Linked DNA regions of Mus musculus: regions 2, 3, 4, 5, 6 and 7 are each linked to region 1. The links are chromatin contacts, called in public HiChIP or PLAC-seq and promoter capture Hi-C maps. All regions are on one chromosome and are shown on one strand. The core of a region is the stretch at or near the end of the contact, and the rest is flanking DNA. Distances in the headings are between cores, read along the strand shown.

Region 1 (3,933 bases), core at 978-3,477:
GCCACCTGCGCGGGCTCCCGTTGGGGGCGGGGAGGCTGGCTGGGCAGGGGTCGGTGAGGCCCAGCGCGCATGTGTGGGAGGGGCTGAGGCCCCGCCCCCGGGTGGGTGGGGCTTAGGAGGTAGGGGGAGCCTGCTGCTTACCTACCTACCTGTCCTAGCTCTAAAGCGGGGCTTTCTCCAAGTCTTACTGATGTAAAGATTGAAGGCCTTTAACCCCGAAATGTTCCACTTCCCCAGATACACCTCCCTCCCTCCTTTTCAGTCCCCTTTGGGGATTGAACTCAGGGCCTTTGTGCATCCTGAGCAACCGCTTGACCACTGAGCCATACACCCCCTTGTACTTTTTACCTCCCACACTCACGTCAGACATACATTCAGTTGTGCAGCTTTCAGTTATATCCTTCCCTCTAATATAACAATCCCAGCTACTCTTTTCTACTGAGTGATCTTTTGCAGGTGTAATTTATTTATTTATTTTTTTTATTTTTTTTTTTTTTTTGGTTTTTCAAGACAGAGTTTCTCTGTATAGCCCTGGCTGTCCTGGAACTCTCTGTAGACCCGGCTGGCCTTGGATTCAGAAATCCGCCTGCCTCTGCCTCCCAAGTGCTGGGATTAAAGGCGTGTGCCACTGCAAGTGTAATTTAAACCTCGACCGACCGCTGCCCTGGAAAAACCCTCCTATGCCGCCGTGTGTCACAGAGTGGTGACACACCCTGTGAGCCCAGCATCTGGGAGGTGGAGGCAAGAGGATCAGGAGCACAAGGCTTGGCTACACAAGCTGTTAGGGGCTAGTCTGGGCTACAGCCTCCCAATCTGAACTGACTAGACTCCCAATTTAGCAGTTCTCCAGGCGGTTTGCCTTTCCGCAGCGTCCCGCTAAAATCTTCGCATGCTATGTTATTTTGTCCCTTACCTGGAAAGCTTCAATGCTGGCTTAGGATTCTTCCCTGTAAGATCCTCTTCCCCATCCCCCCCTACTCCCTAGCCTGTCACCCTGCTCACAACTTCCATATTGTACAAAGAAATCTTGTTTATCACATTGCCCCTTTTTTGTTTTCATCTCCAAAATACAACGTGGATAAGACAGGACCTGCTGTGCCCTGCTGGTGTGTGACAGCAGAGAGCACCGTGTGCTCCCATAGGCAGCACTTTAGAGAGATATAACACGTTCCCTCTGGTCGAGGACCAGGGCGTTTTCTCAATGAAGTAAACTCAGCATTCACAGAAAAGTTTGAGCTTGAATATTTATGGTGATTTTTTTTTCTTCTGTGCCACCAGGAGCAAGAAATGACTGTCACAGGTCTTTCCATACCAGCAATGGAAGGAGAAAAACGGTACAAATGTCCTCTATGTTTATACATAGTATATAAATAAAATGGCTGTACTTGAAGCTAAAGATTAAAAAACACAGCTGGGCAGTGGTGGCGCACGCCTTTAATCCCAGCACTTGGGAGACAGAGGCAGATGGATTCCTGAGTCTGAGGCCAGCCTGGTCTACAAAGTGAGTTCCAGGACAGCTGGGACTACACAGAGAAACCCTGTCTCGAAACAAACCACACACACACACACATACAAAGAAAAGAAAAACAAACAAAAACAACCCCCCCAAAAGATTAAAAAACACGGGGGCAGGGGCAGGAGAGATGGCTCAGCGGTTAAGAGCACTGACTGCTCTTCCAGAGGCCCTGAGTTCAATTCTCAGCAACCACGTGGTGGCTCACAACCATCTGTAATGGAATCTTATGCTCTCTTCTGGTGTGTCTGAAGAGAGCAATAGTGTACTCATATAAATAAAATAAAATAAAGATTTTAAAACACGGTTATATCTAAAAGCAGTGTGCTTACAGAAATAAGTCAAACGCAAAAGGCTATACAGCCTCTAATCCATCACATTTATGTGGAATCGTGAAGAAGAGCAAGCAAGGAATAGCTGACAAATTATGTCGGAACCTAAGGGAGGAAGGATTCTATGGGATGGTATAACTGTTCTCCATGTCGACTGTAGTGGTCAGACAATGCTGTGTCTTTGTCAGGAGTGCAGATTCATACACTGCCCTCAAGCCCCCCAGACAGTATGCTGTAGCACACTAGGCTCGTAGACCCCAGAACTGGTCCACAGGCCTAACCTTGCTGAGCCATCAGGTGAAGGCAGCATCCTGCGGTGCGCAGGGAGACCGGCAGGGGGCGCTGTGCCCGGAAGTCCCGCGTAGGCGGGAGGGGCGGGGTGAGGGTTCCTGGGGCTGCGTGTGTCTGTGCAGAGACCTGACCCACCGCTCCGGGCTCTCCGGTGGAGCCCGGTTGCTCGCCCGTGCCAGCCCCTACCCCGCGGGGCCGCAGGGCAGAGGCAACCCTGCTTTTCTGGGTAACTGGGCGAGCCTCATGCCTCTCTGCGCTTGCGTCTTCCCATGTGTAGCCTTTTGGGTTTGGGCAGCCGTTTGCAGCCAAAGCTCTCGAATTCCGAAGAGGACGGACGGGTCTTTAAAAGTACTCCATTCCAGGGCGGGCCTGGGGATGCGTGCCCGGGATTCCTACCGATGGGCGCCTGGGGCGTGAGGACAGCGTGGTTCGGGTCAGCTTGTGCTAGGAAGACTTAAGCTACAGGGCAGGCTCCCCGCCTGGATGATGCCCGCCAGGCACCTCCTAGGAGGTTTAATGCGCTCTTGTTTCCTTTGTAGGACGCGTCTGAGCTGTGAGTGGGCGGCGGGATGGACAAGTTCCTGGTGAGGCCAGACCTCCGCGACCTCCAAGGGGGAGGGGAGGAGCCCGCCCCGACGGGAGGAGCCTCGGGCGACCTGAAGAGCCCGGACTGGCGACACCTTCGCGCGGAAGGTCTGAGCTGTGATTACACCGTCCTATTCGGCAAAGCCGAGGCAGACAAGATTTTCCGAGAGTTGGAGCAAGAAGTGGAGTATTTTACTGGTAGGCGGAGGTCTTACGTGCGTTAGGCTTGTGCGAGGACAGGATGCGCCTTCCCTGGGAGAAGCGTGAACTTCCGGCTGTGACGGATTAGGTCACGGTCTGGGCAGCTCTGGTTAGGTTAGGTTATGGTTTGGCATACGAACTGTCCACGAGGTCTAGAACGAAATTATTTGGCAACTGATTGGAATTACCTGGGAAGTTAAAAAACTAAATAACAAAAAAAGCAAAACAAACCCCCAAACCGAACCATTCTGGGATCTTCGTGATACTGATTCAAAATAGCTGGAGGCGAAGGTTAGGCCTCAGTGGTTTTTGTTTTTTCGAGACAGGGTTTCTCTGTGTTGCCCTGGCTGCCTTGAAACTCACTCTGTAGACCAGGCTGACCTCAAATTCAGAAATCCTCCTGCCTCTGCCTCCCAAGTGCTGGGATTAAAGGCGTGCGCCACCACTGCCTGTCGACACCCTGTTTTGTTTTGTTAAAGACCATAATTAAATAAATGTATGAGATGAGTCAGCAGTTAAGACTAGTTGCTGTCCCAGAGGACCCAAGTTTGGGTCTGAGCACCCACATGGCAGCCCACAATCCTCTGTAACTCCAGTTCCAGCTACTGTGGTGCCCTTGTCCAGCCTTCGAGGGCACAGACATCACAAGCAAGCAAAATAAAATATTTAAATACATAAAATAAAACAAAATTTTAAAAAGGAAGGGGAGAATGATGGCCTCAGGGGCCTTCTCTTAGAAGGATTTGGTTCTGGACCAGGGACAAAGGGAGTGTGTATTTTGTATATCAAAGCAGACCAGGCCTCCAGGTTCTTCCAGCATCCCCCTCCTCCCCCCACACACAAGTCCTTTCCTGACATACCCTGCCCCCAACCCTGTTTCCAGCCCAGGGGTTGAGCAGCCCTTCCCCCAGAGGCTCTTCCCTATATGATCCAGACATTGTGGTCTCTCCTCTTTCTCTTCTCTCTGTACACTCGAGCTCTTTTTCTATTTCTATTTCTCTTCCTCCTCCC
Region 2 (3,933 bases), core at 511-3,010, 1.8 Mb after region 1:
CCGTAGGTGGCCTCCTCTTTGGTCTGCCAATGGCGCTGCCGGTTGGGGTTGAACTCATTCTGGAGATCCCAGTCGGTGATCTCAAAGTTCTCCCTCTCATCGTCATCGTCATCATCAAGGTGGCCTTCGCCATCCCGGTACAAGTGGGACAGAGACATGGCCAGTCACTAGAGGACGGTGACAAGAACAGCACTGTGAGAACCTGGGGCTAGCAGAAGATCCGCCAGTGTCAAAAAGCTATTAATGAGCCTCATGATCCAACTCAGTAAAGCAGCCATTAAACAAAGGGCAAAATGACCAGCTCCGTGACAAGTGAGACAAGTCAGACCCAGCCATCCGAAGGGGGCCTAACGCACAATGCCTTGTCAGAGTCAATCACCATGCACGCGTGGGGCGGGGCCACAGAATGACAGGCACATATGCCACAGAAAGGAAGCAACAGCTCTAAATGTTATTACCTCAGAAACCAGGTTGGTCTTTTTACTTCTCCAGGAAAAGTTGTATCTAGCCAATTTGCAGTTCCAGGGAAACTTCAGAGCATTTTCTGAAATACTATTTCCACGGGACTGAAGGTTTCCTTCCCTGAACGGCTTCTACGGTACTGGAAGGTTGCAGTCTTTCTGAATGCCACTTTGCAGTCACTCCTAGAGGGTAGGGAAAAAACAGTGTTCTACCCAGGTAGCTATTCATCTCTCTCTCTCATAACTGCATTCATTCAGTTCCAGGAGAAGCTTGTAAGGACTGATTAAGATGATACTTTCGAAAAACAAAAGCTCCAACACTTTGGAGGCAGAGAGGCAGATCCATCTCTCTAAGTTCAAAGCCAGCCTGGTCTCAAAACCGACAAAACAACAACGAAAGCTCCGCTCCCAGTAGGTGCTCAAGAAACAGCACCCTTACATCTTTGACTCTAGCAGTAGGGAGGCAGAGACCAGGGGGGTCTGAGTTCAAAGCCAGCCTGGTCTACAAAGCAAATTCCAGGGCAGCCAGGGCTGGCTGCTAAAGAGAAATTCTGTCTTGAAAACAAAAACAAAAAACAAAACAAACAAACAAACAAAAAACAGAAACGGGGGGAAAGGGAGGAAAAAGGAAAAAAAAAAAAAAGCATCTTCTTCCACTCCATGATCGGGTTTCAGGTTCACACTCATTACAAGTCAGGACTGCGAAGTGAATCCTTCAAAATGATTGTGAAAATCATTAACACTTAACACCCCAGCCTGAGTCTAAATCGCGCCTCTATGAACACCTGTGAGTGTGGTTATCACATTCAAAGGTCCCGACCCGACACTGTGTGCATTGCACAGTAACATCCTCACTATGTGACACCAGTGACTGACAGCGTGAAAACGGCTCCGCGGTGACTAACAGCTCCCCCCCCCCCCCGCTGCTCCTCCTCCTCCTCCTCCTCACTATGCACCGGCGAAACTCAACAGGTTCCGACCCCAGCAACCAGCACATGTTGAGTTTCCTCAAAGGAGCAGGAAGCCCTAGGCCCACTCAATTACAGCACCGCCACCTCCCCAGCACAGGGGACAGGAGACGCTCAGCTCAATGTCAGCAGCGGGCCCGGAGCGCAGGGAAACCGTAAAGCCGTCGTCACGGAGCCTCGGAGCCTCAGCCCGCGCTCCCGGGACGCCACCCCGCCGCCTGCTCACCTCGCTCAGCATCCGCGAGAGCCACACAGCCTTCGCCCAGCGTCCCCGAATCTGCGAGGGTCCCGCCAGCCCAAACCCGGATGTGGCCTTTACCGGCGCATCGGAAATACGTCATCGCTCAGAGGCGGAAGTGGCGCGCTGTTGCCCCGGCAGCGACTTCACGCCGGAGGGGGCGTGTCTGCAACCCGGAAGGGCCGGTGATCCCGCCTCGCGCTGCTTCTGGTTCCCATCGGAACTGAGGCTGAGTGGCCGTCTCGTTCCAGGGCGAGCCGTCGCCAGGCACTGGAGTCTTACTTGGCGTTACCAGCGTCACGAGGACACTGAGAGATTAAAATGTCCTCGCGACCCCATGTCGAGTTCTCTCCAGGAAGCAGTTTTATTGTTCTCCTCTTTGCTCTAGTTATTTCTCTGTCGCTGGGAAAGAACGGAGTTGGGGTTTCTTGTTGGTTTGATTTGGTTTTGGTTTTGTGAATTTTCAAGACAGGGTTTCTCATCCTGCCGTGGTGGCGCACGCCTTTAATCCCAGCACTTAGGAGGCAGAGACAGGTGGATTTCTGAGTTCGAGGCCAGCCTGGTCTACATACAAAGTGAGTTCCAGGACAACCAGGGCTACACAGAGAAACCCTGTCTCGAAACCCCCCACCCCCAAAAAAAAGAAAGAAAGAAAGACAGGGTTTCTCTGTGTAGCCCTGACTGTCCTGGAACTCATTGTGTAGACCAGGTTAGCCTCGAACTCGGGAGATCTGCCTGCCTCTGCCTCCTGAGTGCTGGCCTTAAAGGCGTGTGCCAACGCGACCCACAAAGAGCATATGTCATCTTTTTACACATCTTACAAATCTATACATAGTCTGGTGCCATCTCTGGTTCTGAAACTAATTTGTTTTCTCTAATACCCTAAAAGGCTGGGTCCTGGTGGGTTTTGTTGTTGGCTGGACTTATTTTTGTTTTCCCCTGTCAGCTTGATACACACTAGAGATATCTAGGAAAAGGACTCGGTGCTTCCATCGGATGGCCTGTAGGCAAGACTGGTGTCGTTTGCTTGATTCATGATTGATGTGGGACGGCCCAGCCCATTGTGGGTGGGGCCTCCCCCTGTGGTCCTGGGTGCTGTAAGCACAGGGAGCAAGCCAATAAGCAGCGTTCCCTCCGTGGCTTCTACTTCAGTTCTTTTTAAAAATGTCTTTGGACTGTAATCTGTAAAGCAAATAAATCAGTTTCCTTCCCAAATTGCTCTTGGGTATGGTCTTTACAATACAGCAATAAAACCTAACCAAAAAACATGCAGGAGGATTTGTTAGTGAGGCTCTTGGGGAGTCCGTCAGAGCCAATGTGATACTGTGGGATCAGGGTCCCTTCTTGGGGTTTTATGGTCACGTGAATGAAAGCATCTAAGAACTGATACAGAGAGCTGAGGGCGGGCAGTGGGGCCAGGGTTGGGGGTGGGGGCGGGAACGGCAGGCAAGTTGTAACTCATAGCTGCCGGGAGGAGAACGAAGAAGGGAAGAGGCATGGTGGTGTGGGAGAGCCAGTGTGGAGGTCGGCCACGAGCAGGCAGGGGGCCTTCAGCGCATGAGCAAGGGATCCCAGTACAGGAAAGTTGAAAGCATACTTGTGTTGGGAAAGAATATCCCTGCGTGTGAACCAAGTGAAAGTAAACCAGGAAGGCAGTGACCCCAAGTTGGCAGACAAGCACACGCAAGCTGCAAGGGTACTTCCGTTCCGTTCCATTCCATTCTGACACACGTGCTATCGTGCTATCAGGTGACTCATCCCGTTGGTAGGAGCTCAGCGTCATTCTGATGGGATTGGCACATCATAAACCACACCAAGAGGAAGCTTATGACCAGCAAGTATCAAAAAATGCCTGGTATTTGGGGTTTGACATAAACTACAAGAGTGTCCCAAGATGGGGCTGGGAGCACGGACTATGGAATACTGGACCTTGGGCAAGCTAGCCATCTTTGATCAAAACAAAACAAACAAACAAACAAACAAACAAAAACTTCTCACACTTAGGCTGTGACCAGAATCCAAGTGGAAAAGACTAGAAAGGAAAAGAAAGCAGGTGACACACACCTTTAATCTCAGCACTGGGGGAGGCAGAGGTGGTTGGATCTCAGTGAAACCTGGCCCAGATTTCCAGGACATCCAGGGGTAAGTAATGAGACCTTGTTGAGAGAGAGGGAGAGGGAGAAGGAGGAGAGGAGGAGGAAGAGGAGGAGGAGAACAACAACAAAAAGGAATAGTTATACCCTTCTGCGTCAGAACTCTGGATGTT
Region 3 (3,933 bases), core at 993-3,492, 1.7 Mb before region 1:
TGAGACATTGTAGGGGGTTATAACCTGGTCTTCAAGAAACAAAAATGCTTTTTTTAACCTCAGGAGCTGAGAGCCCGGGTGTTAGAAAGGTCTGGTCTCTTATTTCCTATCTGGCCCATGTGATCTCTGGGCATTTTCCCCTAGCCAGTGTGGCAACATTGTAACCAGTCCCCGAGCAGAGCCAAGTAGAAGCCATTGGTGTACTTGAGGGAGCAGAACTGTCACCTATGGAAACCTCTTTTGTTTATAAAAGCACACACCCTCTGGCGTGCTGTTATCGCAATATAAAACCAACTAAGGTCACTCCACATTAAAGAGGGATGGAAGGGAAATGTCCTGGCTGGTTTTCTACAGCTGTGAGGAACATCATGACCAAAAGCAAGCTGGGCGGGGAAGGGTTAATTTCAGTATACAAATTACAGTCCATGGTGAAGGCAAGTCAGAGTAGAACCGAACTAGAAAACTGTCTGGAAATACTTGCATGACATTGGTCCTTACAGAAGACGAAACTGTTAGGCCCGGAATGAGGAATGTAGGCGTGGTGTTTAATCTAAAGAGCAGGAGAGCTGCCAGGTGCGGAAGCTGGCCCAAGCCTTTAGCCCCAGGACTTGGGAGGCAGCCACAGGTGGAGCTCTGTGATTTGAAGGCCAACCTGGTCTACATATTGAGTGCTAGGTCAGCCAGAGCTACGTAATAGAAAAAAACTTGTCTCGAAAAGAAAAAAAGAAAAAGAGAGAGAACAGATATCCCTCGTATGGAATAAGATTATAAATTAGATTATTCTACACTGGGGCTGAAGAGATGGCTCAGGGGACCACAATCTGGATCCCAAGGCCCACACAGGCAGCTCACAAACACCTGTAATACCAGCTCCCACATCCAAAGGATCCAAAGCTAGTTTCTAGCCTCTCTGGGTACCCAGACACAAGACAGATGCAGACAGACAGGCCCGTGTGCGTGCACACACGCGCGCGCGCACACACACAAATACACCCTAGAGACAATTTTGGTTTCTTCCATTGAAAGAAGCAAAAGTTTAAAAGTGTGGAGTATGGGCTGGCGAGATGGCTCAGCGGGTAAGAGCACTGACTGCTCTTCCAGAGGTCCTAAGTTCAAATCCCAGCAACCACCTGTAATGAGATCTGATGCCCTCTTCTGGTGTGTCTTAAATCAGTTACAGTGTACTTACATATAATAATAAATAAATCTTAAAAAAAAAAAGTGTGGAGTATGAGAAATGAGGGGACTCCCCTGGGGCACGTCCAGCCACGTACGTAATCATCAGCACAGTGGCACCTCAGTCCAGCTCAGGCAGGACATGTAAAAGAACAAACAGGATTACCCTAAGAATACCAGTCTCTGTCCATAATACAACCAAAGACGGCTACCACAGCAGACACGGGTGTGCATCGCTGGCTGGCAGCTGCTTACCTGGAAGAAGAGATTTAGCCTGGAGGCCCGACTGGCAATGGGCTCGGAGGCACTGGCCTCCGGCGGGTTCCGCACACCATACTTGAACTTCAACATCTCTCCGCCAACGCCGAAGGAACACTGGGGAAAGTCAAGCGGGTACTGACATTGAAGGCAGGAAGGGCTTGGCAGAGTCGTGTCTCCCTAAAGAGATCAGGATGAGGAGGTGGCGACCAGCCTCCACGGCACATGGGGCACAGACACAGGAAGGCCAAAGGTACTCATACACATAAGGGATGGAAATAAATCATTTCCAAAAGAACTACCAGCCATTGGTGGACTAGCAGACTGCAGCCTAATAAATCTCCACTTTTCCATTCTACCAGCTCTTTTCCCCTAGAAAACCCTGACGAACACAAATATCTGATGTCGCGTAGCTACATAGACCTAACCTGTGAACCAAGCCCAAAGGGTTTGATCAGTGAGCCTTGAGGATTATCCCAGGGAAAGGAAGGTTCACTGCCCCTGGAGGGTACAGAGATCAATGATCCTGAGGAAGATCGGTTGCCTGACTGACCAGATAGGCTAGAGAGGGAGAAAGACACAAGAAGGAGGCGCTGGGTTAGGCACGGAATAGAATACAGAGCCCACTTTCCCACCCAAGGCCTCAGTCCAGCTCATAGAATGAAGACACAGGAACAGAGAGATTAAGTGAGGGAGATAAGATCACACAGAAAATGGGAAGCGCCATGGGCAAGAATGCAGGTAAAGCTTGCAGGGGACAGAGACTGGTCTACAGGGGAATGGGTCCTCTTTAAGGGGCCCTGAGGTCCTCCGGCAGCACACCCAGAGACACTAACAACAACTCCTGCCCCAGACCCCAGGCTTCCCCCAGGACACCCCAAGGACGAACCAGAGACACTGGGTTGAACCCATTGTCCCGCCCCCAGGGCTGCACCCACAGACCCCGGGCTACCCCCAGCACACCCATGCTGCAGCCGCAGCAGACCCTCAGGAGCCCCCTCCCCCCGCTATCCTGAGGCCTTGGGTGGGAAAGTGGGCTCTGTATGAACGGGGTCGACCAGGGAGACCTGGGAAAGGGGACTGCCCCCCGCCCAGAGCCTCTCCAATCCCCCAACAGACACACACACAAACTGGACTCACACTCCGCAGACCCCCGGCTTACATTCGCCCCGCTCCGCTCCGCCCTGAGTCTCCCGCCCCAACGTTTGAAGGAAACGACGTGGGCAGGTCTCGGCCGTGCCTCAACCAATCAGCGCTCGCCATCTACTGATGGACAGCGGGGGTCTCCACCAGGACCCGCCCAGATCTCGGAGGGCTAGAGGAAGTGAAATGGAAAAGCCAATCACATTGTCTCTTCCTTTGACTAGCGACCAATAGAAAGAGGGCAAAGGAATCCAGGCGGGGTTGGGCTGGGAAGTTTGAAATTGGCGGTTGGCAGGATGCTGTGTTTGGAGATGGGGTCCCCTGCGGAGTCTGCGGCGCTGTCCATTTCTGTCCGAGCTCCTGCGGGGAGCTCTGCCCGAACTGCCTGCCTCAGATAAGGATGCTAGGAAACAAACTCCAGCCCTCTGCAGGAATGCACTCAATTGAGCCATCGCCCACGCCTAACGTAGGCGCCGGGGTTACGTGGGGGGGAATCAGGAAGCTGTGCGGTACAGCTGAGGCAGAGGAGTAATCGGAACCCACTCCAGCCTGCCTGCCTTGTACCTTTGGGTTGAGCCGCAGCAAGATCGTGAGGTCTCACCACAAAGATATGTTCAAGTAAATTTAAGCCAGGATCACTAGACCGCCCCCTTCTCTCAATGAGAAAACCCAGTGGCCATCAGTGTGTGGAAAGTGCCCAGCCTCGTTAGCAATGTGGGGGAAGGTGTTTGTGAAGAGGCGGCGCTGTTTACATTCACACAAGGGTAGGGTGTAAACTGACCTGTGAAGGGGCAATCTCGAAAAAGGAGTGTAGTATTTGCTAACACTGAGTGAGGCTCTCTGCACTCTATGACTACTAGGAATAGCTTTTCTAAATTATGTAACCGTGAAACGCATTCTAGAGAGCGAGCTCGAAATAGTGTTGTCTAACGCAATGGCAAAAGCTGGGGCAATGGCTCTGCGACTCTTCCAGGGGATCTTCCCTTGATTCCCAGCACCCACCTCAAACCCCTCACAACTCCCTGTAATTCCGGTTCCAAAGGATCAGATGATCTTTTCTGGCCTCTGCGGGCACCTGCACATAAGTGCACAGTGCACCTACACACACACACAAAAGAGACAAGTGTAAAAAATCAAGACAGCAACGCCAGGAAATAAGGCACCTAGGGTCCGAATGGAGGCTTTTGAAGGGACCATGAGAAAGGCAATGACCTTTTTCTTGACCCGATGATACTATAGCTATTTTGTGGGGGTTGGATGTAGGGGTGAGAGAGGGGCTGATTTTTTTTAGACAAAAAAAAGGAGGGAGGGAAACTGAGTCACACACCAGTAAGTGCAGGGTTAGGATCTGAACTG
Region 4 (3,933 bases), core at 920-3,419, 1.5 Mb before region 1:
TGCTCCCTGGCTTCCATCTCCCAGGTTCCTGAGTGTCATCTCCGTGGCAGGAGAAACCCAACAGCATAGTGTCTCCTCCTTCCCCATAAGCTGGGCCTGCACTCACACCGAATCTGGAGCTAGTCACACACAGACTGACCAGTGAGTCCTGTCCCCACACCTGACTTCTGAGCAAAAAGAAAAAAAAAAAAAAAAAATCAATACACCATGCGAGGTGCACCGTAAGAAAGCAGGCAGAAACCATTTCCTGGGTTTCACAGAAGAGAAAATGCCAACAAGCTACATCTTCTTGCTGAGTTTGGCCTTTCGAGTTTTGGATATTAACACTGGCCACGTCTTGAGGAGGGATAAAGACCTCTGACCACAGCGGGCTGACTTTAGCTCTGAAAGGAGAGAGATCACCATAATGTCAACAAACCCTCAAGAGCCCAGAAGAATGCCACTAGCTGGGTCCAAGTTCAAGTCTATCTACACAGCTTGCCTAGTTTTCTTTCATTCAAACCACTACAGGTCAGTCTTCCAGCTTTCCAACTCCGCTCCCAGACACAGCTATTCTTCTACCCCAATCCTTTAGGCCTTAGCATTTCCCGACACCTTCCCCCCCTAACAGCAACCCCCTAAGACTTCAGCCATCTTCCACCAGATCCAAACCACCAACCACATCCCAACCCAGCTTCTCCCGTGAGACCAAAATCCACTTATTTCCATGTCCGTCTATGACAGCGTCAGCCAACAAGCCTATATCCTGAGTCTCAGGGGGGACACGGAGCTCTAGTTCCTTGACAATACACAGGCTCTACCACCAACTTGGCTGTCTCAAGTCACATGACCCTCTCTATCCCACACTCCAGTCTGATCTATAAACTTAGCTGCTCGCCAGCCTCCTTCCTAAAACATCACATATTCCTGGCACCTCAGCTAAGCTCCCCTAAACATCCTGGGCCTGCCTCCCTGAACTCACCATCACCCCACAGGACCTGGTCACCTGCCATACTCCAAACACCTCTAAAATGCTTCATCCTTGGCCAGAAACCAGTGTGACTCTCATTCACTGACCAAATGCATTTAAGCACTGGGTACCAGAAGCTGATCTATGAATCAGAGATGGCGCGGTACTGAAAGGTGTGTGGTGTGTGTGTGTTTGTGTACACAAAGCACTTAAAATATTGAATGAAGCACCCGGGTAAGAGAACAGCAAACACTGTCCACCTACTGTGTGCCAAACACTAGTCCCCTCATTAAGTGTGTGCTCACATCAGCCTTGGCAGGCAAATCTACCACTCCCATTCCACAGATGAGAACTGAACCTTGCTGAGACTTAGTAACAATTCTAAAGGAATGCGCTCATGGCTGTACCTGCCGCACCTCATCCAAGCGCACGGCAACCCGGAGACGGGTCCTGGAAATACCCCCATTTCACGGAGCGCTGAGTCTTCACAGGGCGACTCATGCTGCTAACACTGTGAGTTACTTAGAGGTTACTTTATGCCGGGTCAGGCGCTTTTCCCTACTTTCAGCTCACCGAATCATCCCACCGCTCAGCTTAACAAGTCCCCACTTCTCAGATGCAGGAACTGAGGCTCAAGGGAGGCGAGACAACTCGCCCAAGGTCACAGAGCGGCAAAAGCTTGCCTCCCCGGGACTCGAACCCGGCTCTCTCCAACTCCAGCGATCGCGCGACTTGACCAAGGTCACACGTGAGGCAGGAACGAGCGCCGGGGCCGTGCGTGCATCCCGCGCCCTCGGTGCCCCCCGCCCCGCCGAGGAGCCACCCCGGAGTCCCCTCGCTGCGGCCCCCCCGGGGCCTGCGACCCCGCCGAGCTCCGCGCCTCCCGCCCCGCGCGGGCCGCGCCTCCTCGCTCGCTCGCCCGCCCGCCCCGCTCGCCCGCCCGCCCCGAGGCCCCCGCGGGCCGCGCCCGGCAGGGCCCACACCGCCTCCGGCCCCTGCGGCCCTCACCGCTGTCGCCGATGATGAGCAGCTTGAAGAGGTGGTCGTAGTCCCGGGCCATGGCGGGCGGGGGCGGCGGGCGGGCGGGCGCGCGCGCGCGGGCGGGCAGGCGAGCTGGGCGGGCGGGGTCGGTCCTGGCCTCGCGATCCGCAGCTCCCTCCCGGCTGCTCCGGCAGCGGCGGATCCACTTCCCGAACAAACAGCCGGAACTGACAGAAACACCTCCCTCCGCTCCCCCACCTCCGCCTCCTCCTCCTCCTCCTCAGCAGCCGCCGCCGGTGCCGCCGCCTCCCTCCTTCCCGCCCCGCCCCGCCACTGCGCAGGCGCGGGGGCTGGAACCGCCTCTGCGCAGCCGCAGCCCCGGCCAGCCGCGCCCTCTCCGCGCACGCGCAGTGCGCTACGCTCGCCGGCCGAGGTCCGAGTGAGCTAGCGAGCGAGCGAGCGAGCGAGCGCCGTCGCTGCGGATCCCCGGGAGAACCGAACCGTTTAGCAGGGCCCGACGGAAGAGAGGTGACAACCGGCCGCAGGGCTGAAGCCTGGAGGTCAGCGCTGGGGAGGAAGTCGTCCCCCGAGCACCACGATCCCGGACGCCCGACCCCCTGGCGGAACGGGTAGCGGTTCCGGATTGGGATCCGTGGGGCGTATGCACCCTGCTCGCCAGCGCTTCTGCTCCTTCTGCCTCAGTTTTCCGGACGCAGCGCGGAGCCAGCCCCACGTTTTTTTCCAGTTGGAGCGGAAGCCCACCTGCCCGTCCCCGAGAGCTGTCGCTGCCATCGCCATCCTCCCTGCAGGTCTGCAGGGATTGCCCCATCCCTGTGGTTTTTTACTTTTTCCAGACAAGTTCTCAAGTATCCCAGGGTGGCTTCCTGACTCTCTCGAGTAGCCGAGGATAACCATATACTTCTGATCCCACCTGTACCTCCTGAGTCCTGTTTTAATGTGGTGCTGAGACTCGAACCCATGGCTTCGCAGATGCTAGGCAGACGCTTTTCGAGCTGAGCTCCACCCCCAGCCTCTTTGTCCCTGCTTCTTCTTGCCCTCCAGTGCTTTCCAGCCAAGCACCTGTTGGGGATACTGCCCACTCCTAATCTTTCCCCGTAAGAAGCAGTGCTAGTGTTTAAAACAAAACAACAACAAAATACAGACGCTTACTGAATTCAAAGTTGACATTAGTTTTCCTTTAAAGTTTCTTGGACAGCATGAAACACTTACTAGTCTAATGGATACATGTTTTCCCATACATTTCAGAGTATCTAAGCACCCATGTGCCTCTCGCAGTTCACCGGTATGCCGCCATCAATCATTTAACTGCCTCGTCACCACGTGGTACCCCCATCTGATGGTTGTACTATTCCTTAACAATTCCGCTGCTGGTAGATTTATGCAGTTCATAATTTTCTTGTTATTCAAGGTACTGCAGGTCCTTGAACAGCACACACAGTGTCTGATCTAGGCCTTGCTTGAACTCTTTATTTCCCTGAAGCAAGCCTGGTGATGTCAGATGAACACGAGCCTAGAATCATAAGATACTGGCTGAGGAGAGACGCTGGCTGTGTTGTGTTCTTGATTGAAAACTCCTGGGACTGGCCAGGTTCCTGCTATTCCTTTGATTGGCATTTTTTAAGAAACAGGGAAGGGGCTGAGGAATGGCTCAGCAGTTAAGAACACTGGCTGCTCCTCCGGAGGAACCTGGTTAAATCCTCAGCCCCTCCCACCCCCCATGGCGCCTTACCAGGATCTGTAACTCCAGTCTCAGAACTGATGTCACCCTCCGGCCTTGGCTGACACTTGAGACATGTGGTCTGTAGACTCAAACTAACATTCAGGTACATAACAGAAAAACCTCAAAACATTTTAGAGGGGCTGGAGAGATGGCTCAGCGGTTAAGAGCACTCTGGCTGCTCTTCCAGAGGTCCTGTGTTCAATTCCCAGCAACCACATGGTGGCTCACAACCATCTGTAATGGGGTCCGATGCCCTCTTCTG
Region 5 (3,933 bases), core at 447-2,946, 1.4 Mb before region 1:
TGTTCTGAGCTGGCACAGTGACCTCACACGGGGCGATGGCACCAGCCCGAGCAGCAGCTGGCACCTAAACAGAACAGAGGTAGTCGACGGTGAAATGCCTCTCCATCGGTGAAAGCCCCGAAATGGCCAAATCCTCATTCATCGTCCCAGCCCCTTACCTTATTGGCCAACAGCATATCCCGAATCTCAGTGAGGTCCTCCTTGGTGAACACGAAGCCCACGTTCCCCCGGATGTGAGGCAGCAGTTTCTCCAGAGCTGGGTTGTTCTCCAGGTGGCCCCTGATAGCCTTGCGCATCATGGTGTTCTTGCCCATCAGCACCACGGCCTTCCCTCGGAGCGACATGCGGATCTGCTGCATCTGCTTGGAGCCCACGTTGTCTGCTCCCACAATGAAGCATTTTGGATAATCATCCAAAAGTTGCTATGAAGGAAGCCAGGAAAAACTACATTGAGAGGAAAACAAACAAAAAATACCCAGCAAAACCCGAAACCCTGCTACCTCTACCTCCCCATTGCTTCACCCTAGGTGTGACACTTCTCGCTAGGAGCCAGCCACCCGAGCCCAACGTCTGTCTTTATCTGATCCAGCTTCCTTGCTGGTTACGAGTATCACAAAATTACTGTCACAGCCAAAAATTAACTTTTAGCTGGGTGTGGTGCCACACCTGTAAAGACAGGTAAGGCTTAATTGCTAATCCGAGGCCAGCCAGAGCTATAGGGGGAAGACTTGCCTCAAGTAAATCTTAAGCTTTACTTTTTAAATAAGGCGTGCCTGGGTGACCAAAGTGACTCTGATCAGGGAAGAGACAGACTTAAAAAGCACAGAAAACAAATTATAGAGAGGTCGGGGGATCTTAGGTTGTGAAATATAAAAGGTACTACCAGACCCAAAAATCTTTGTCTCTGTCTCGGAAAAAAAAAAGAAAAGTTAACTAAAACAGACTGGTACCTACAAAGTCTGGTAGCTCTGGTTCAAAGCCACCTCAAAGGCCTTTTGTAATTAAGTCACTCAACAGCAGCCTGACTGGCAGGTCTCAGATGGGCAACAAGATGAATCACTCCAGTCTCAGCCCTTTGCACAAACGCGAAGGGCTCGACGAGATGAAAAACTGGGTGAGCGAGCTAGTTCTGGAACGCGGGGGGGGGGGGGGGAGATCCCAAGACTACAGAACTTCCCCAGGATGCCCAAACTCTGTTAAAGCGCGTGGCCAACGACCGCCCCGGGAAGACCCGGAGGCGGAAGCCGCGCGTCCCCGGCCCGCTCCACACTTACGATGATCTTGAGGAAGTAGTTGGACTTCCAGGTCGCCCTGTCTTCCCTGGGCATCACGGCGGTGCGTCAGGGATTGCCACGCGGGGTTTAAAGACGATGTCACTGGGGAGAGAGAGGGGGCAGCTTGAGCCCGGTAACCCCAACACCGGCCCCGATCCCAGGCCTAGGCCAAGCCGGCCACGCCAGAGCTGGGCCCCGGGCTGCGGCCGCCAGCAGCGCGGGCGATCCGACAAGCCAGGCGGTAGACCGGACGGGCAGAGCCCGGCCGCGATCCTTCCCGAGCCCATCGCTCCCACCCGCAACGTCCCCGCGCTCTTGCCGCCCTCCCACAACAAAACAACCCCCCAACCTCCAACGAGGACGCCTGGCGAGAGACGGGCCGCATGCCCGCGTGTGCCTTTTATAGGAGAACCAGGCGGTCCTCGAAACCCGAAGACGACGTCGTCCATGCCTATTGGCTGGTTCCATCGACTGTCCTGCCTCACTCAATAAACATGCGCGTCTATTGGCTGAGACCGCTGCCACTCCAGCAAGTCGGGAAAGTAAAGACAGCACCCGGCCGCAGGAGGCGCGCTTTCAGACCTGCTGCCCTCTGCTGGGTCGGAGCCGCCCTGCAGCGTCACCGAGTCAGTACAGCAAAACAACTTTCTGCGAAACCCTAGCTGATGCTCTAGTCTCCTCTTGTTCTTCCATTCTTTTTTCTTTCTTTTAATTTATTTATTTTTTATTTTTTTAGGTTTTTCTGTATATCCTGGCTGTCCTGGAACTCACTTTGTAGACCAGGCTGGCCTCAAACTCAGAAATCTGCCTGCCTCTGCCTCCCAAGTGCTGGGATTAAAGGCGTGCGCCACCACTGCCCGTTTTGTTCTTCCTTTCAAAACCTACATCTTCACCCGCACAAAGTTAATCAAAGATTGCCGTTTTCTCTGAGTAAACGCCTAAAACGTAGACTATTCTCAAGGTCCCACACGACTGTTTCCACTGTCGCAATCTGTTTTCTTGCTTTCCTACTGATGTGTTTGCCTCTCGCCTGATCCCTTTGCCCTTTTATCCCCTTCAAGAGTATGCCTTTTTTTTTTTTTGGTTTTGGTTTTGGTTTTTCGAGACAGGGTTTCTCTGTATAGCCCTGGATGTCCTGGAACTCACTTTGTAGACCAGGCTGGCCTTGAACTCAGAAATCCGCCTGCCTCTGCCTCCCAAGTGCTGGGATTAAAGGTGTGCGCCACCACCACCGGCTTCACAGCTTTTTGAATGGTGCTGGCCAGCTTCGGTCAGAGAAACTCACCTCCCCCACATCTTGCTGCAAATGCTATCTACTCAAGGAGACCTGCCCTGATTCTTGATTTCAAATTTTAAGGGCGGGGGCAAAACCAAACCTACTCTCCCTTACTCTCCCACCTTCTCCTGCAGCACTTACACCATCTAACTCGCTGTATAATTCACCACATTCTGCTTGTCAGCCTCTCCCTGCAGGAAGGTAAGCTCCACAGGGCAGAGATTTTATTCTGTGCCTGCCAGACAGTGGGCAGATAAGTATTTGTTGAGCAGGCAAAACGCAGGGCATGCGGCCAGATGAGACCCGGATCCATAACTTTGTTCTGCCGCTTGCTGTGTTGTCTTAAAAAGCACTTCCACTTTATTGACCGTTTGCTTTCCCTTCCAGGGATACGGGAGAAAATCGATACATAAAACTAGCTTCTTCACATATATATATATATATATATATATATATATATAATATATATATATATATATAATATATATATATATATATACACATTATATATATACACACACAGTCGTTCAACATTATTTGGATAATTGTTTTACTGAGACAGTCTCACTCCTGCCTTGTTTTTAATTGCTGAGCCATCTTCCCAGACCCATGAATAAATAAATATCCATATATAAATAAGTGTGTATATATGGGGGAAGATATTGAACCTAGGGCCTTGTTCATGCTAAACAAGCAGTCTGTTGTTTTAAAGCTTCCTGGTGCCTTTGAAGATCAGTCCAGTTTGAGAACTGCAGGCATCAGTGGCTGCTGAGGTCGCTCTTTAATGACAAGGATTCCCCATGCTCAGCACTAAGTGCTGGTGCATGTTCCTGAAGCTACCACCGTCACCCCATCCCCACCCCCCAAGTCCTGAGGTGCAATACTTTATCCACAAGAAAGCGCCCAGAGTGTTTAAATCACCTGATGATTTCAGAAGGCTGCAGAAACAGGTTCAAAGGCCACTGTGTGGGCCCCACTGTGCTCCACAGTCAAATCCAAACCCCATGTCTCTCTTTCTCTAAACGCACTTTTCCAAGTGCATACATAATGGCTACGTTACATTTCCAAAGACATCCTGACTCTGACACTATAAATACCCTAACTGTCGTACACCAATATATATTAGTTAGGGTTCTCTAGAGTCACAGAACTTATGGATAGTCTCTATATAGTAAAGGAATTTATTAATGACTTACAGTCTGCAGCCGAATTCCCAACAATGGTTCAGTAGTAGCTGTGAATGGGAGTCCAAGGATCTAGCTCAGTCACACACGGCAAGCAGGCAAGAGAGCAAGAGCAAGACTCCCTTCTTCCAATGTCCTTATATTGTCTCCAGCAGAAGGTGTAGCCCAGATTAAAGGTGTGTTCCACCACACCTCTTAA
Region 6 (3,933 bases), core at 687-3,186, 1.4 Mb before region 1:
GGTAGTGTTGGTGGCCATGGCCTCAGGGTGATCTTACAGAAAGGACAGGACAAATCCAGGCATGGGTAAGAACTCCACAGACAGCCCATTTCAATCCCTACGGTCCCCGTCTGCCAGAAAGCACTCTTTCCTTTCAAAGACAACTCAGTGTGCTGGCCCTAAATGGAAGACAGTCAGAAGCCGGGAATTCCGAGCTCTGCGGACACTACAAAGACTTCCTCAGTCCTTCAAACAGCACGGGGACTGTCCAGAAGCAACAGGGCCCTCAACCAGCCTGTGAGGTGCTGTGACTAGATTCCCCTCGTCCCCACCGGGGGAACCCCTTACACATTCAGATACCTACTCAAAAGCTCATCACCCCGGCCTCCTTTCGAAAGCTCAGGTATTTTTATGTGGAAGAATAAAAATTAAAAATACCTGCCTGGAAGCTACGCCAACCTTGAGTGCATCGGGAACGGACGTGCCAAGCCTGACCCAAAAGCATAGCTATGCCTGGCAGACAGCCCACTCCGTGAACCAAGCAGGACCCAACACCATCCCAGCCTCCAGGATGTTACACCAGCTCCCTGATCCCACAAGGAAACTGTAGCCAGTTTTAAAAATGACCAGTCTTAACTTGGTACCCTGTGTTGCCTGAGAGGTCCCTCAGTCTTATCTAGTGAATCTGCTCCTCAGAGCCAGGGACACGGATGGCACCAGCGGTCATACAAGCCACCCACAGTCCAGAGAGTGAAGACAAGGCTCCTACAGAGAAGGGACTTTATCCCACACACACCTCCTCAGCTGAGGGGCCCTCCGGGGAGGGGAAGACAGGGGCTCCTTCACGCTGGGATTCACTGGGCATTCCTAGAAGCCTTGAATCAACCCCCTTGGGTTTAAAATCCACTTCCAGGAGAGTCTTTCCTTTCCTCTGTCCTAACAGCAGACCAAGTGTGGGCTGAAAAGAATGGCCTCTGGGCTCCAATAACACGAGGACAGTTAAAACTCTGTTCTGGGTGTCCTGTCCTCTTTACCTGTGGGGTTTCCAGCAGCTCTGATGCTGGGGGTGGGGGACCTTGCCAGCCAGGACACGTTCAGAGATGGCCGTAGCCTGCGGCCCATTCCCCTTCTCATTCCTCTGGCATGTCACCAGGGTCTGGGAACGGTGGGTGAGAGGCGGGAGTCATAAGCCACCACCCCCCCAAACTTGCCTTTCTAAGTTTAAACTTGATCTTGTAATACAGGGTGACCAGACTTGAAACGGTGTGTGGTGGGGGTTGGGGGGGGGTGTATATGCAGTACCCCCGGGGACACTTGTCATTAGAATGGGGGTGTGGTCCTCACAAGCTTTTCTGTGGGCTGTGATAGGAAATGGGTGGGCTCTCTCGAAAGGGGCTATATCCCTGAAACGGGGTGGGGGGTCTGGGGGCAGTGTGCAAAGTGGAAGGTGGCCTGGAGGGAACAGAGGGGGGTCATAGAAGAAACAGCCTCTGAGACCGAGTCCCATAGGCAGACGCTCTGAGGTGGGGGTGGGGAAGCCAAGTGAGGGTCTCCTGCAAGCCAAGGAGGTCTGCCCCGGGAGCGGGGCGCCTCTCCCAGAGGTGGGTCCCTGAACACCCAGTACGGGATCGAGGTCCTCAGGCGCCGCAGCGAAGAGCGGCCAGCACAGCCCCGGGCCGTAGGCACCGCAGCCCAGCCGGGCGCTAGGGTGGGATCGGCGGCCGCCGGGCCCCGGCCGCTCCGCCCTCCGTCTCCCGCACTCACCGAGGTCGTCCATGGCTGGTCCTCAGACGCCAGTCCCCGGCTCGATGTCGCCCTCGCTGCCCGTCTCCGGGCTGCTCCTCGCCGCCCCGCAACTTTTCCGCGTCCAGCCTCGGCCCGGAACGGAACCCGCTGCCGCGCTGCCTCCTCCTCCACCACCGCCGCCGCCGCCGGCGCGCGCGCCCGCGACAGGATAGCCCCGCCCCCGCGTGCACGCTGGCCACGCCCCGCCTCCGACCCCCCACCCCCCCAGCACGCCCAATCCCGCAGGGGGCGAAAGCTGGGCGTGGTCGTGGCGCCCCCTGGCGGCTGGACAGGCTGGTGGCGTCTATAGGCCATGAACCTCTGCGTTCAGTCTGACCCGACCTTCTGGCAGACTAGTCACTCAAGAGAGTCGGTGGCAGATTTGTCACTCAAGAGAGTCGGATTTGTCCACCTGTCCCTGTAGGTCACCTCCCAGGAGGATTAAATCGGCTTGCCTGGAGCCTTTGGACTGATGGCAGTGCTAGTCATCCCAGAATAATATCCCAGATGTAGTTTTTGTGAAACAGGGTCTCTCTCTCTCTCTCTGTCTCTCTGTCTCTCTCTCTCAGGGTCTCTCTCTCTCTGTCTCTCTCTCTCTCTCTGTCTCTCTCTTTGGTTTTTCTTTTTTTTTTTTTTTAAAGTATTCATTTGAATTAATGTTGAAACAATTCATGGTTTTTTTTTTTAAAGATTTATTTATTTATTACATGTAAGTACACTGTAGCTGTCTTCAGAAGAGGGCGTCATATCTCGTTACAGATGGTTGCGAGCCACCATGTGGTTACTGGGATTTGAACTCTGGACCTTCGGAAGAGCAGTCGGGTGCTCTTACCCACTGAGCCATCTCACCAGCCCTCTCTTTGGTTTTTCGAGACAGGGTTTCTCTGTGTAGCCCTGGCTGTCCTGGAATTCACTCTATAGACCAGGCTGGCCTCAGAAATCCGCCTGCCTCTGCCTCCTGAGTGCTGGGATTAAAGGCATGCACCACCACTGCCCGGAGAAACAGGGTCTCTTTGTACCTCCAGCCAGGCTGGAACCTGAGACCTTTGTCCTGACTGGTAACATCAGCAGTGGCTGCGACCAACTCTGGCCCCAGATCCAGTACTTTAGAGCTTATGAAACCTTTCATTTTACCCCTTTCCCTGCTTCCCCCTTCCTAGAGACTGCCAAAATTCTGCACAAGGTAGATTTACCCCACATTACAGCAAAGCAAAAACTACCAAAACTTCATTCCCGGATCCTGGCAGATTTGCCCAGGGGACTCAGAAACTGGATGATAAAAGCCTGGTGTAGTAGCTCAGGACTATAATCTCAGCTAGTTGGGAGATGCAGGCAGGTCTTCAAATTCAAGATTACACTGGACTAGAGAAAGAGTAAGGACTAAACTGGGCAATTTATAGGAAGACCTGTCTCAAATTTTAAATTTTTTGAAAACTTTTAAAAATAAATACACACACACACACACACACAAACTGAGTGTGGTGGCACAAGACTATAATCCCAGAATTTAGTAGGCAGAGGCAAGTTTATCAGGAGTTCAAAGTTGTCCTTAACACCACACAGTCAGTTCAGTTCAAAGCCAGCCAGGGCTACATAAGACCCTGTCTCAAAACATACATACATACATACATACATACTTCAAGACCAGCCCAACAAGTAACATAGGACTTAAATCCCCACCCTTAGGAAGTGGAAGCAGGAGAATAAGAAATTCAAGGCCATCCTTAGCTAAATATTGATTATGAAACTACCCTGGGCTATATAAGACTCTATCTAAAATCATTGACAAATAAAAATGTAAACTGTTGGCCAGGCATGGTGGCACATACATTTAATTCTAGCACCCAGGAGGTAGAAGCAGGTAGATCTCTGTGAGTTCCAGGACAACCAGAATTACGTAATAGAAAAACCCGTCTCAAAAAACAACACAACAGCCGGGCAGTGGTAGTGCATCCCTTTAATCCCAGCATTTGGGAGGCAGAGGGAGGTGGATTTCTGAGTTCAAGGCCAGCCTGGTCTACAGAGTGAGTTCCCAGACAGGCAGGGCTATACAGAAAAACCCTGTCTTGAAAACCAAAAGAAGAAAAAAAAATGTTTTTTGTCTCAGTGACAAAGCACCTGCTTAAAGTGCCTGAAGCCCTGGATTTAGTCTGCAGTACTCCCATCCCT
Region 7 (3,933 bases), core at 848-3,347, 1.2 Mb before region 1:
AAGGCAAGAGCTCCGCAAAGCTGTCTTTTTCCATAACCCAGGCCACCAGCAGTTGGAAGTGTTATTATAAAACTACAATCATGTTTCCAAGCAGTGATTGAATGGGTTGTGTCCGCATCCCTTTTCAGAGCATCCCTGAGAGGAAAAAGAGGTCCCGACCGAGCCCCATGAGCAATGCCTCCCATAGTTCACCCAGGTCCTCCGCAGCAAATGCTGCCATCCTTAATCCTGACCAGTTTACCATACTCATATCCAAGGACCAGTTAAAGCTGATGCCAGACCATAGTTTGCAACCATAACCCCAAGAAGCTGGTCCGCTGTGGCACGAGGGGTTCTTCAGGATGCCAGCAAAGGTGAAGTTGCCTCAAAGCAGGAATGACAGCTTCAGAATGGAGGAGAACACCTTTAACATCTTGGAATCCCATGCCAGCTTCACAGCCTTCCCTGACAGAATCCAGAAGCCTCTCACTTTACTGATGTCTTCCAAGTGGCAGGCAGGTCAAGAGGAGTTTTCAGGCTTTTCTTTGCCATGGCCCATGAACTCCAGGCCTTCAATAGGAATCTCTTTCTCCTTGATTGCTTTCTAAAGGAGGAAGAAAATGCACTATCAGTCCATGATAGCTTGCAGTCCATGTTTTGTGACAGGTGTAATGGTACAGAGGTAAACCAGACTGAACTGGACGGGCTTGAAACCCACCATTCAAGGCATGCACCACCACTGCCCAGCTGGGCACCCTTTTTTTGAGGCAAGGTCTCATTCTGTAACCCTGGCTATTCTGGGACCCACACACCCTGCCTGCCTCTGAATCCTAGGATTAAAAGTGAGTACGGCTTAGTCCTGTTTTAACAAAACAGTGCCACTGTACAGACTGTAATGTAAGTCCTGTGTGGTATGAACACCTGCTCTTGGGAGGTGAGGCCTGAAGGTCAGTTCAGGTGCCTATCTCTATCTTAGTGACAGTGTTCACTCCGAATCGGCTCTGTGACCTTGAGTTACCATCCCTGTCTGAGAACTGACTAAAGGTAGCTTCTGGAATGGAGAGGTAGTTTTAGGTTAAGTTTGAAGTGCTGGTCTGAAATCAAATCTTACTGGCTACAACAGGTAATTGGCGGAGGAAAACAGAGCAATGAAAAGATCGCAACAAAACAGGCGACCTCTGCAATGCCTTACCTTAGGTCTAGAAAACTGTGAACACCATCCACTCCTAATAACAATGAAATGACGCACCACCAAAATAAGCAAGGTCATCAGACTCTAGTTCCTTTGAACCATTCACTTCCTATTTCTGACTGCTAGTTTTTCCATGTGTAAAATATAGATAATAGAAAAAAATAGATAGATAGATAGATAGATAATAGAACGCCTTGTCACCAAGACTAGTGACCTGAACTTTATTCCCAGAACCCATATAAATGTGAAAGGAGTAATCTGACTCCCGGAAGTTGTCTCCACCCTTATTGCAGACGCGAACACATTTTTTTTTTTTTTTCTGGAGACCGGGTTTTTCTGTATATCCCTGGCTGTCCTGGAACTCACTCTGTAGACCAGGCTGGCCCCGAGCTCAGAGATCCGCCTGCCCCTGCCTCCCGTGCGCTAGGACATTAAAGGTGTGCGCCACCTCCGCCCGGCCACGCCAATTTTTTAAAGATACGGATGATAGCTACTTGCACGTTTGGAATGAATCCCAAATAAATGAGCAATAACAACAAAATACTAATGTACTCTGTATAAAGCAAAGTACCGCAAAGGCATCCCGGTGTGTCAAGTGGAGACAGCCTGGCGGTTTCGGGGGATGGCCGAGGAGGGCAGGCTGCTGCGGCGAGGCCGGGCGAGACTCACCTGCACGCACTGCTGGTAGCGTTTGAAGAGGTCGGTGCACGGGTCCCCGGAGCCGTCCCCTTTGAGGAACTTCTCAGCAAACCAGCGGTTGAAGCACTGGTCGTACTCGCGCTTCATGTCAGTGCAAGCCTCCCCGACGCTGTTCATGGCGGTGATGGCAGCTGCGGTGACGGCGACGCATTCTGATGTCGTCACACACCCCCTCACCCCCACCCCGCGCGCGCGCCGCCCTACCGTCTGTCCCTACGGGGGCCGAGAAGCAAAAGAAATGTGGTCACGGGCCGCGAGTGTGCGATTTCGGGCCCCGCTGGACGCGGGCCGAAGCTTTGCTTCCAAAGCGAATCCACAGGGAAAGGTCCAGGCGGCGGGGCTGGGGACCCAGGCTCCACGTCTCGTCCCCCAGGGCAGCGGTCGCGTGTCCCCCGCGGTAATCGAGCATCTGGAGCGACTGGCGCTGGTGAACTTCGGCAGCCGCGAGGCGGTGGACCGGCTAGAGAAAGCCATCGCCTTTGCGGATCAGCTGCACGCCGTGGACACTGACGGTGTGGAGCCCCTAGAGTCGGTACTGGAGGACAGGTAAACTCCCGGCTGCGGTCTCGGACCTTTGAGGCTGTTTCAGGTCCTTTGCATAATTGGAAATTTGTCCAGTCTCCGCGAGGATGGCTTCACTCTTCCCCTAGTTCATTATTGATCCTGTCACTCTCGTTTACAACCCTCTAGTCTTCTCAGTCTCGATGTAAATAGGAACCAAGTCCGAGAATCCCTTACTTCAAAGAGCCCTTTACCCGCCCTCTCGGGGGTGCTGTCCCCTCAGTACCCTCCAGCCTAGACTGGCTTACAAACCAGGTTTATTTCCTTAAAGTGTTTTCACTTGCCTTCCTGAGCATCTGATTAAATATCTGAAGAAGTCAAACACTATTTATATGTATAACCTCAAGTCAGTTCATATGCTAATTACGAGATATCCAAATAACAAGTTATGGCTTTTTTTTTTTTTTTAAGACAGAATCTGGCTAAAATTTCGCGGAATGGCTTTGAACCCAAGGTTATCTTGCTGTGTTACCACCCATTGCATTGGTTTCATGAAGTCACTGAAATGCTTTGCAAAGTTTAAATCTTGTTAGTCTCCTGTCCTTCTCACCTTCGGGTCTTTGATCTGATGCTCAGATCCAGAGAGGTTAACACTATTTGCCTAATATTACCCAGTAATTCACATCAGATACCTGATGTCATTTTCCCACCCAAGATCTTCACGACACGTGCTCGTGGTCTTCAGGTCCTCAGGTCCTCGGCTGTCACAGCCCCTCCCCATCTCTCCAAGCTAACACTGTCAAGTTCTTTCAGCTTCTTGACTTCTCCCTCCCTGTTACTTTTTTCCCCACAATTTTCAGTCCTTGCTTTTTACCAGCTCCTTATCCCACCTACTTCTCCTCTCTTAAGTTGTCGACTGCCATTAATTCTTTTATTCCTTTATACAGTAAAAAATATATGGTTCTACTGGTATTCAAAAGCGCTGCTAATCACAGCATATCTACTTAAATGTTAGTTCTCTGCCTTCCCCCTTCTGTTTATCCAAATAGCATGAATCATGTTTGGATTTTTTTTTCTTTTGTCTAGCACTGAGTAAATACTTGGGAAATGCTCAAATAAACATCTCATTAATTTATTTGGGGGAGAGAATAGAATTAAAGAGCCAGCAGTGGTGGTGGTGGTAGTGGGTTCAGCGGGTAAGGGCAATTGCTACCAATTCTGATGATCTTAGTCTGCTCCTTAAGACCCACATGGTGGAGGCAGAAAATAGACTCTAACAAGTTTTCCTCTGACCTCCCCAGGCACACTATAGTACATACCTCTGCCACATACAAAATTTTAGAATTGTAATTTTTTTCAAGAGTCAGGATTTCCTGTCTTCTAGGAGAAACTAAAGAAATGCAGTTGCTACAAAGGGAGGAGTCAAAAACAAACAAACAAAAAAAAAAGACAAGAAGTATTTTTGTCATGGTGTGGATCAAATTTGAGCTTGTCATTCAGTGGCCTGAATTTCTTACCATAAATTATGTCGTTTTAGGTTAATGAACCCGACAAGTCATTTT

The links. Promoter capture Hi-C pulls out the DNA fragments that hold promoters and counts their contacts. HiChIP or PLAC-seq counts read pairs in DNA pulled down with a chosen protein or histone mark.
Region 2: a contact with region 1 is called in a promoter capture Hi-C map of pre-B cells. The contact joins the promoter of Tfip11 here to the promoter of Alkbh2 in region 1. A contact is called at or near these places in 2 of 39 promoter capture datasets (liver and pre-B cells) and 1 of 115 datasets of contacts at active chromatin or transcription factors (astrocytes).
Region 3: a contact with region 1 is called in a promoter capture Hi-C map of pre-B cells, with 4 times the contacts expected there. The contact joins the promoter of Cit here to the promoter of Alkbh2 in region 1. A contact is called at or near these places in 4 of 39 promoter capture datasets (cranial neural crest, hematopoietic stem and progenitor cells, liver and 1 more) and 1 of 484 Hi-C or Micro-C datasets (B cells).
Region 4: a promoter capture Hi-C map of pre-B cells shows a contact between it and region 1, with 7 times the contacts expected there. The contact joins the promoter of Rab35 here to the promoter of Alkbh2 in region 1. A contact is called at or near these places in 3 of 39 promoter capture datasets (liver and pre-B cells), 2 of 484 Hi-C or Micro-C datasets (CD8 T cells and centrocytes), 1 of 115 datasets of contacts at active chromatin or transcription factors (large pre-B cells) and 1 of 9 other capture datasets (liver).
Region 5: a promoter capture Hi-C map of liver shows a contact between it and region 1, with 4 times the contacts expected there. The contact joins the promoter of Rplp0 here to the promoter of Alkbh2 in region 1. A contact is called at or near these places in 3 of 39 promoter capture datasets (cranial neural crest, liver and pre-B cells).
Region 6: an H3K27ac HiChIP or PLAC-seq map of microglia shows a contact between it and region 1, with 5 times the contacts expected there. The contact joins the promoter of Pxn here to the promoter of Alkbh2 in region 1. A contact is called at or near these places in 3 of 39 promoter capture datasets (liver and pre-B cells) and 1 of 115 datasets of contacts at active chromatin or transcription factors (microglia).
Region 7: a contact with region 1 is called in a promoter capture Hi-C map of liver, with 4 times the contacts expected there. The contact joins the promoter of Gatc here to the promoter of Alkbh2 in region 1. A contact is called at or near these places in 3 of 39 promoter capture datasets (liver and pre-B cells), 1 of 115 datasets of contacts at active chromatin or transcription factors (pancreatic cancer cells) and 1 of 9 other capture datasets (liver).

Annotation. Positions count from the first base shown.
Region 1 is chr5:114,126,512-114,130,444 of GRCm38.p6, reverse strand. Alkbh2 (alkB homolog 2, alpha-ketoglutarate-dependent dioxygenase) reads left to right here and starts at 2,227. Exons shown (of 4, transcript NM_001359941.1): 1 at 2,227-2,362; 2 at 2,676-2,919. The coding sequence starts at 2,706. It also overlaps a transcript of Ung not described here.
Region 2 is chr5:112,324,196-112,328,128 of GRCm38.p6, reverse strand. It overlaps Tfip11 (tuftelin interacting protein 11), which reads right to left and starts at 1,760. Exons shown (of 14, transcript NM_018783.4): 1 at 1,656-1,760; 2 at 459-644; 3 at 1-167. The coding sequence starts at 158.
Region 3 is chr5:115,843,965-115,847,897 of GRCm38.p6, reverse strand. Cit (citron) reads right to left here and starts at 2,242. Exons shown (of 47, transcript NM_007708.3): 1 at 1,432-2,242. The coding sequence starts at 1,527.
Region 4 is chr5:115,630,223-115,634,155 of GRCm38.p6, reverse strand. It overlaps Rab35 (RAB35, member RAS oncogene family), which reads right to left and starts at 2,169. Exons shown (of 6, transcript NM_198163.1): 1 at 1,958-2,169. The coding sequence starts at 2,009. 1110006O24Rik (RIKEN cDNA 1110006O24 gene) reads left to right here and starts at 2,340. Exons shown (of 1, transcript NR_027810.1): 1 at 2,340-3,107.
Region 5 is chr5:115,557,230-115,561,162 of GRCm38.p6, reverse strand. It overlaps Rplp0 (ribosomal protein, large, P0), which reads right to left and starts at 1,696. Exons shown (of 7, transcript NM_007475.5): 1 at 1,624-1,696; 2 at 1,275-1,376; 3 at 159-422; 4 at 1-64. The coding sequence starts at 1,328.
Region 6 is chr5:115,504,679-115,508,611 of GRCm38.p6, reverse strand. It overlaps Pxn (paxillin), which reads right to left and starts at 1,936. Exons shown (of 12, transcript NM_133915.3): 1 at 1,744-1,936. The coding sequence starts at 1,756.
Region 7 is chr5:115,339,325-115,343,257 of GRCm38.p6, reverse strand. Gatc (glutamyl-tRNA(Gln) amidotransferase, subunit C) reads left to right here and starts at 2,097. Exons shown (of 3, transcript NM_029645.3): 1 at 2,097-2,416. The coding sequence starts at 2,109. Triap1 (TP53 regulated inhibitor of apoptosis 1) reads right to left here and starts at 2,027. Exons shown (of 2, transcript NM_026933.3): 1 at 1,841-2,027; 2 at 1-583. The coding sequence starts at 1,987. The coding sequence ends at 500.